2 separate regions of the Sus scrofa genome follow, and region 1 is linked to region 2. The links are chromatin contacts, called in public HiChIP or PLAC-seq maps. All regions are on one chromosome and are shown on one strand. The core of a region is the stretch at or near the end of the contact, and the rest is flanking DNA. Distances in the headings are between cores, read along the strand shown. Region 1 holds the start of PSTPIP2 (proline-serine-threonine phosphatase-interacting protein 2). Region 2 holds the start of EPG5 (ectopic P granules protein 5 homolog).

The links. HiChIP or PLAC-seq counts read pairs in DNA pulled down with a chosen protein or histone mark.
Region 1: an H3K27ac HiChIP or PLAC-seq map of skeletal muscle shows a contact between it and region 2. The contact joins the promoter of PSTPIP2 here to the promoter of EPG5 in region 2. A contact is called at or near these places in 3 of 5 promoter capture datasets (fetal liver, fetal skeletal muscle and liver), 5 of 47 Hi-C or Micro-C datasets (embryonic fibroblasts, fetal skeletal muscle, liver and 1 more) and 2 of 2 datasets of contacts at active chromatin or transcription factors (alveolar macrophages and skeletal muscle).

What each region holds. Positions count from the first base shown.
Region 1 is chr1:95,725,564-95,729,278 of Sscrofa11.1, forward strand. It overlaps PSTPIP2 (proline-serine-threonine phosphatase-interacting protein 2), which reads right to left and starts at 2,264. Exons shown (of 14, transcript XM_021092533.1): 1 at 2,126-2,264. The coding sequence starts at 2,158.
Region 2 is chr1:95,615,227-95,618,971 of Sscrofa11.1, forward strand. EPG5 (ectopic P granules protein 5 homolog) reads right to left here and starts at 1,568. Exons shown (of 44, transcript XM_021092525.1): 1 at 1,407-1,568. The coding sequence starts at 1,469.

The DNA of each region.
Region 1 (3,715 bases), core at 1,014-3,513, 110 kb after region 2:
TTAACCCTTCTGCCACTTGGTTTCCTCATCTCTAAAACAGGATAGTCAGTAAGCAGTGGTAGGTGTGAGATGTAAGTCAGATAACAGTTGTGAGAAATAAATGAGTGGTATGTACAAAGTATTTGGAACAGTGTTTGCTACAGACTTATACATAGTAATTTAGCTATTATTGTTTTTTATTATTTGACATAAAGTATTACAGGAAATTAGAGATGGAAGATACCTTTGCAAACTATCTCTTAGGGTCTAATATATTCAGAAATTAAAAGCCAAGAGGGGGGAAAAAAGTATAAACCCAGAAAGGTCTCTCCCCTGGACCTTCACCCAATTTCTAACTCCCAACCTAGGACTCATGTCTCCCTTGGAAAAGACTTGGGGGGTGGGGGCTGCCTGGGAGCCCTCTGAGAGTGGAGGCTGCTGCTGCTCTCATCCCATTACACGCCCTGTCACCCATACAAATCCACTGTAACCATCTGCTGAGAACCACTGTGCATCAGCCCGAGCAAGGGGCAGGGGCACTGAAAGCCAGCACAATACCTGTCCATGAGGTGCTCACATGCTTGTAGGCCCCCAATCTCAAAACCAGAAACTGACAAATGCTATGAAAGAACAGAACATGTGCTTATGGGGGCACCATCACGAAAGGCTTCTCTAAAGAAGGCAGAGGCCTGAAAACTGTGTGTCACATTTTGAGGTGAAAAAGGTAGGTCTTTCTGCCCTGCTTCCCCCCCCACCACCACCACCACCCTGTTACCTAGTCAGGGGACCCCAAAGTCCTATATTCTACACAAATAACTCCCAAGCCTTCTGGAGGGGCCAGCTGCCAGGCTGTTTACCATTTTTGTTTGGTTGGTTGGTTTTTGGGGTGTTTGTTGTTTTGGGTTTTTTTTGTTTTGTTTTGTTTTGTTTGTCTTTTGTCTTTTGTCCTTTTACGGCCGCACCCAGGGCATATGGAGGTTTCAAGGCTAGGGGTCTAATTGGAGCTACAGCTGCCAGCCTACACCACAGCCACAGCAACAACAGATCCGAGCCGTGCATGTGACCTACACCACGGCTCATGGCAACGCTGGATTCTGAACCCACTGATCCAGGCCAGGGATTAAACCCGCAACCTCATGGTTTAGGATTCACTTCCACTGCACCACGACGGGAACTCCATGTTTATCATCTTTGTGAAGCTTCCACCGCTCTGTACCCTACAGGTGGCCAGTGCCCCAGAAGAATCTCAAAAACTCCAGAAAAAGGGGCCTCATAAGGCAAGGTCTAAACTGTGTCCTGGAGGCTACAGGGCCAGGTTTCTCCACCCATAGAGGGCAGAGACCTGCTGGACAGCTATGAAGCTAAAAGGGGGCGAGCAGCGTCCCAAGAAAGAGATGGGGCCCTGTGGCAGCAGTAAGTCAATCTTGAGACATCCTGCTTCTGCCTTAAAGGGATGAGGGTGGTTTCTCCGAATGAGGGGTTACCAACTCTTTCGGGAGTGAGAAGACAGGAGGGAAGAGGCTGGACAGAGGGAGAGGGCAGGCGGACCTGCTGCCTCCTGGCTGGGCTCCATCCTCCGGCTCGGATACCCTGACCAGCTCGCAGGGTTTCACACACGCACCCGCGGGGGCAAAGGCCGGGAGGCGCTCAGGAAACCCGGCTTCAGGACCCGGCAAAGCTTCTGCTAGAGAATCTCTCTATGGTCTGCAGGGGGAAGTCAGGCGCTACCGAGGCCCGGACAGGCTGTGGACCTGGAAAAGTCGACCAGACCCGCGAAGCCCACCCCAGGTTCTCCACCCCACGTGCCCCCAATCCGCTCACGGCGCAGCCTCGGGGGCCACCAGCGACTCTCCCCTGGAGGGTGGCTTCTCCTTTTGGGTCTCGGTTTCCCCAAGAGTGATATGCGGGAGGAATGTCCCGACTCTAAGGTGGCTTCGGCTACACCCAGCCAGCGTGTCCAGGAGCGCGGGCGGCCCAAAGAGGAGCCTGGGGACCCGCGGGCGTGCAGGGGCTGGGGACAGGGCAAAGGGGACGCAGAGGCGCGTCCGCTCAGGTTCTGCCCGCGAGCACCTGACAGGGGGCCAAGGTTCCCCTCAGAGTCCTGGCTCCCGAGCCCGACGTTGGACCACCGGCCCCGCGGACTTACCCAAAAATTCCCCTTGAACAGTGAGCCCGTCATGGCCGGCGCGCGGGGAGCAGGGCAAGTACAGCCGGAGCAGGCGCGCGGGGACCGGACTGTCACAGGCAGTGGACGCCGCTGCCAGACCAGGGATCTAGGCCACGCCCCCGCCGCCGCTTGCCCCGCCCCGCACCCAGCGCCCCGCACCCAGCGCCCCGCACCCAGCGCCCCGCACCCAGCGCCCCGCACCCAGCGCCCCGCACCCAGCGCCCCGCACCCAGCGCCCCGCACCCAGCGCTGCGCGGAGCGGAATGGAGTCGCGGCCCGCAGATTGGAGCTCCGCAGTCAGGCATCAGTTAGTTAGTCCTACATCCCTCTCCTTCGCGAGGCCTTTGAGGATCGGTCCTGTCGCCTCCCCGAATTAGGCCCCATTCCTGCCCACAGCCCCCTTTTCCCTCGACCCAGCTCCTCGCGGAGAAACCCAGGCTCAGCGTGGTGGTTGAAGGAGTCCCTTCCGGATCACAGGTGATCTCGGGGTCCCCACGTCGGATCTGTGAAGCTTGAGCCCTGACAATGCCAGCGGCCGCGTCAAGTGTGCACGCACGCTTCAGCAAGTTAAGTGCAGGATCCCTGAGGGGCCACAGATAAGCCCCTGGGCACATTTTAGTCTAAAAGACATGGAAAAGTCATTGATACCGTTTCCCCTTGACTCCAGGTCCCTCAGTGAGATCCTTACAAGGTGTCTGGGAACTCAGCTCCTTCCCGATCTTTCCCCATTCTCAGGATCCAGACCTAAGACTATTCTCCACCAATCCCACTCCAACAGTAAGAGCCCGAACTTTCCTCTTCCTCCACGCTGCCTCATAAACACCCTCATAAACATAATCCAAGGCAAGTCATCCCTGCATTGTAGTAATATGGCACTCTGGGACAAGTATGGCTCTGTGCTATACTTTCTGATTCAAAACTGAGGCACAAAAAGGCTGATTGCCTTGCCCAAGATCACAGCATATTTAAAAGATGAACAGCTCTGCCCTTCTAAACAGGACAGGAGCCAAAGAGGTCACTCCTGGGACAGATCCACTTAAGGAGAGAAGGATGAAAGTCAAGAATGCCAAGGAGTCCCTGCTGTTGCTCAGTAGTAATGAACCCAACTAGTAACCATGAGGACATGGGTTCCATCCCTGATCTTGCTCAGCGGGTTAAGGATCTAGAGTTGTCAAGAGCTGTGGAGTAGGTCACAGACACTACTGGGATCTGGCATTGCTATGGCTGTAGTGTAGGCCAGCAGCTATAGCTCAGATTCGACCCCTAACCTGGGAACTTCTGTATGTCACAGGTGCGGCCCTAAAAAGACCAAAAAAAAAAGGTGCAAAAATTGAGTGCTCAAGCCCAGCCCACAACCTCAGGCCTGCAGAGGCAAGTTTTGCTTCCCAGGTTCTAGCTTTCTTCAGACACAGTGAAAAGACAATTGCCAGGGTAGTCTGAAGGACAGCTGTAAGGTTCTGCCTGGTAATACCACCCCTAATCCCCACTCCCTCACCCTCACCCCAAGCCCCACCCTGTTTGTAGTAAAATCCCACAGTAGAGTCATCCTCAACAACAAAGATGAGAAGT
Region 2 (3,745 bases), core at 318-2,817:
ATATACATATGTAGAACAATTATTAAGCTACCAGATTGAGAATTAAGATTTTTTGGCTTTAACTTGAATTTTCTTACTAACTCCATGACTTTTGGCTTATCATTTAATTTCTCTAGGCTTTAGTCTCATCATTCATTTGAAAAAAAATGAGAGACTAAGAATTAAGACTCTGCTCTTTATAGATTTATGTTTATATGTTTTACACTCCTATATTCTGGGTTATTCAGGGACCTCTTCTATCTAGATAGTTCCTTACCAGTCTAATACAATGCAAAATTATTTCTCTTAAAAATGTTTCTGAAGTTAGGTAGCAAAATAGCTTTCTCCCCAAAGAGTAACTCCTCAAAGACCTGGGAACACTGATGCACATAACTCCACTACAGCTTTTTAAAAGGCATCATAATGAAAGGGATCCACATGAGTAATTTACAGCTTATTAAACAGGGACCTTTGAACACCAGATTCCTGTTAAAATCTTGTTTCCATGAGAAAACCCAACTTTTTGTATCATTTTTAAGTTCCACCTGCTCTGGAACATCCTCCACTTGTAGGAAAGGAAATTTCATGTACTTTCAATACTATACTCATTATTTCTTTACCATAAATTCAGTATCAGATAAGCCAAAATTATATATGTCCATTTATCAGGGGAAGCATTTAATCTGTTCACTATAAAATAAGTGTCATTTCAAAAAAACATATGGGAACAAAGAGAAAACCCAAAATGCACCTAAAAACAAAATAAATCAACTTTAAGCCAAACCAGCAGTCTAATGTTCTAATCCAGGAAACCTAGAAAATTCAAATCTGCTGCGTTAGTACTGACCTGTCTGATTTTTGGTCATTCGTGTCCCATCGTTTCTAGAATAAATGAGACATAAACAGCAGCAGCACCACTACCACCTTGAATTTTTAAATTAAAAAGGCACAATCACTACAGTCGACTTTCTGTCCCTAGCTATAAAGCTCTGCCAAAGGAACCAGTCTCTGCGTGGAGGGAAGGTCTCTCTCCTCTTTATGCGCTAGAGGGACAGAAAATGTGCACAGGTTAAAAGGGAGAAAGAGTCAAAGATGAGGCAGGAAGAGAAAAGCTGCTTCAGGACAGGAACCCAGACTCGGATGAGAAAAGTCAAGAAAGGAGCAGAAAAGGAAGAGCCTCGATAGTTCAGAAGAGGAAAAAGAAAAAAGGGGCTCCTGACAAAGTCTCGCACGGGGACGTGAAAGAGGAATAGAAGAACAGGAGTGGTGTCAATGTGTGGGGGGATCAAATTTGGGGAGGTGGAGGCAGAGGATGACAGGGGCTCAGGGGAGGAAAAGGGTTGGCTGGAGAGGCGGAAGACAAGAAAAAGCAGACAGTACCTGCCAGGGCCTCGGGCGGGGGGAATGGGGTTGGAGGTTATCCTTACCTTGGTTTTAGTCCGGCTGGCCTTGGCCTTCGCCCGGCGCGGGGGCCTCACCGCCTCTGCCATAGACCCTGCGGTGGGACTGTCGCCGCTTGTTTTTGTCGAAACCCTGCGCCTTCCACACCTGCTCACTTCCGGCTACCGGACTGTCACATGACCTAATCTCTACCACTCCCGGAGTGGGGGCGGCAACTTGGAGCCTCTACGGGCCACAACATAGGACAAACTACTCCGCGAGACGTTTTCGCTAAAAGTAGTGGGCCCGCCCCCTCCGCCTAGGCCCCGCCCCTCACGCCGATTCTTTGAGTCTGTGATAGGTCACGTCCTTCTCGCAGGCTCCGCTGATCCTCATTGGGTTCGGATCCAGGGCACGCTGGCACACCTCACTCACGTTGGCCTAATGAGTCCGAGGAGGGTGCTTGTTATTTTTGTTTTGACCTTTAGGTAACCAGAACTAGTCAGTTAGGGAATTCCCGTCTTGGCTCAGCGGTTAACGAATGGGACTAGTATCCATGAGGACGTGGGTTTGATCCCTGGCCATGCTCAGTGGGTTAAGGATTTGGCATTTCCTGAGCATTGGTGTAGGCTGCAGATGCAGTTTGGATCCCCAGTTGCCGTGGCTGTGGCCAGCAGCTATAGCTGATTCATCCCCTGATCTGGGAACCTCCATATGCTTGGGTGCGGCCCTAAGTAGACAAAAGACCAGAAAAAAAAAAACAGCCTAAAGCTCTGCTTTGTGCCCAAGAACCTTGATGCCAATCCATATGTACCCTTGTGTAAAGGGGAAAGATGATACTTGCATTTTCTAGCATAATGAAGATTAAGTGGAACCATCGTCAAAGGTGCCTGGTAACCGCAGGCATATCTGTAAACAGTAGTTATTGTCATTACTATCCAAATTCCCTGGAAAGAGACATCTGCCCTTTCAAAGAGGGGCAGTAAGACAAGACCCATAAAAGTATTCTTAACATAGATTTCACACACCTTCATTTAAAAATGATAGATGTGAAAACTTGGTCCCATCTCCTTTTACTACAATTTCTTTCTTTCCAAAGCACCTAGTACCTCTTAAAATCTTATTATCATTTGCTTTTATGTTTTATCTGTCAACCTGGCTAGAATGTAAGATCTTTAAGAGTAGAGGTCTTTGTTTTGCTCCCTGAAGAATCCCAGGGGCTTCTAGAACACCAGGCTTCGTAGGCTCAATAAATATCTGATGAAAGGGAGTTCCTGTTGGGGCTCAGTGGGTTAGGAATCCCATGAGGATGCAGGTTCAATCCCTGACCTCACTCAGTGTGTTAAGCAAACAACATTGTGACAACTGCAGCATAGGTCAAAGATAAGGCTTAGAACTGGCATTGTTGTGGCTATGGCGTAGGCCAGCAGCTGCAGCTCCAATTCAGCCCCTAGCCTAGGAACTTCCATATGCCATGGGTGCAGCATAAAAATAAACCAATCAAGCAAGCAATCAACATCTGATAATGAATATGAGTTGTTTTTTCTGGTGGCAGGATAAGATGGTTGAGATGGAGTGTAAGGGGTGGGAAGAGAATATCCACCCACCAGTAAAATACTAGAAGAAAAAAATCTAAGAATATGGCATGAAGAATGAAAATGACTTCAGAGAAGCAGTCTTCACAGTATCTTGATTATGAGCTAACTGAACATATAAAATATAGTTGTAAACAGATAGGGTAAGGGGTCGCAGGAGAAGGAGAATCAGGTGTGAATTACTTGACATAAGTGAAGCCATTTTAGGCTTAAGCCATTTTGTAATATACATCTAGCCATAATGCTTAACCTTGAACTGGTCTCAGTAATAATGATGTCAAGGGAAGGAAAGAACAAATGACTGCTATCAGGCAAGAAAAGTAATGATAGCAAATATGACAAATCAGTTATAAAGATTCCCAGTTCTTTGGGATCAGTCACATATGCAGCATGCAGAATTTCCCCAGCCAGGGATCAAACTGAGCCACAGTGACAACACCAGATCCTTAACCACTAGGCCATCAGGGAACACCAAGACCCCCAGTTCTATTTCAATGGTAAAGATCAGCCTGAAACACTGGCTTCAGCTGTTTCACAGAATTTAGCACCTTCCTATCACCACCACCAATGCTTGACTACCAGATCACCTGGGATCATTCCTTAAGGAATGATGATGCTGACCTTTTCTGACCTTTGTGACTTCAATCACCTAAAGCTTGGACTCTGGACTTTTGCCCCAATTCTATGCTGAATTCTCCCCTCCTCAAGCTCCTTCATGAATATGCATGTACCCTTAGCTTAAAATTTCCCCTATTCTGCTATTCGGAGAAACACTGCTTTGGGAAAGATCC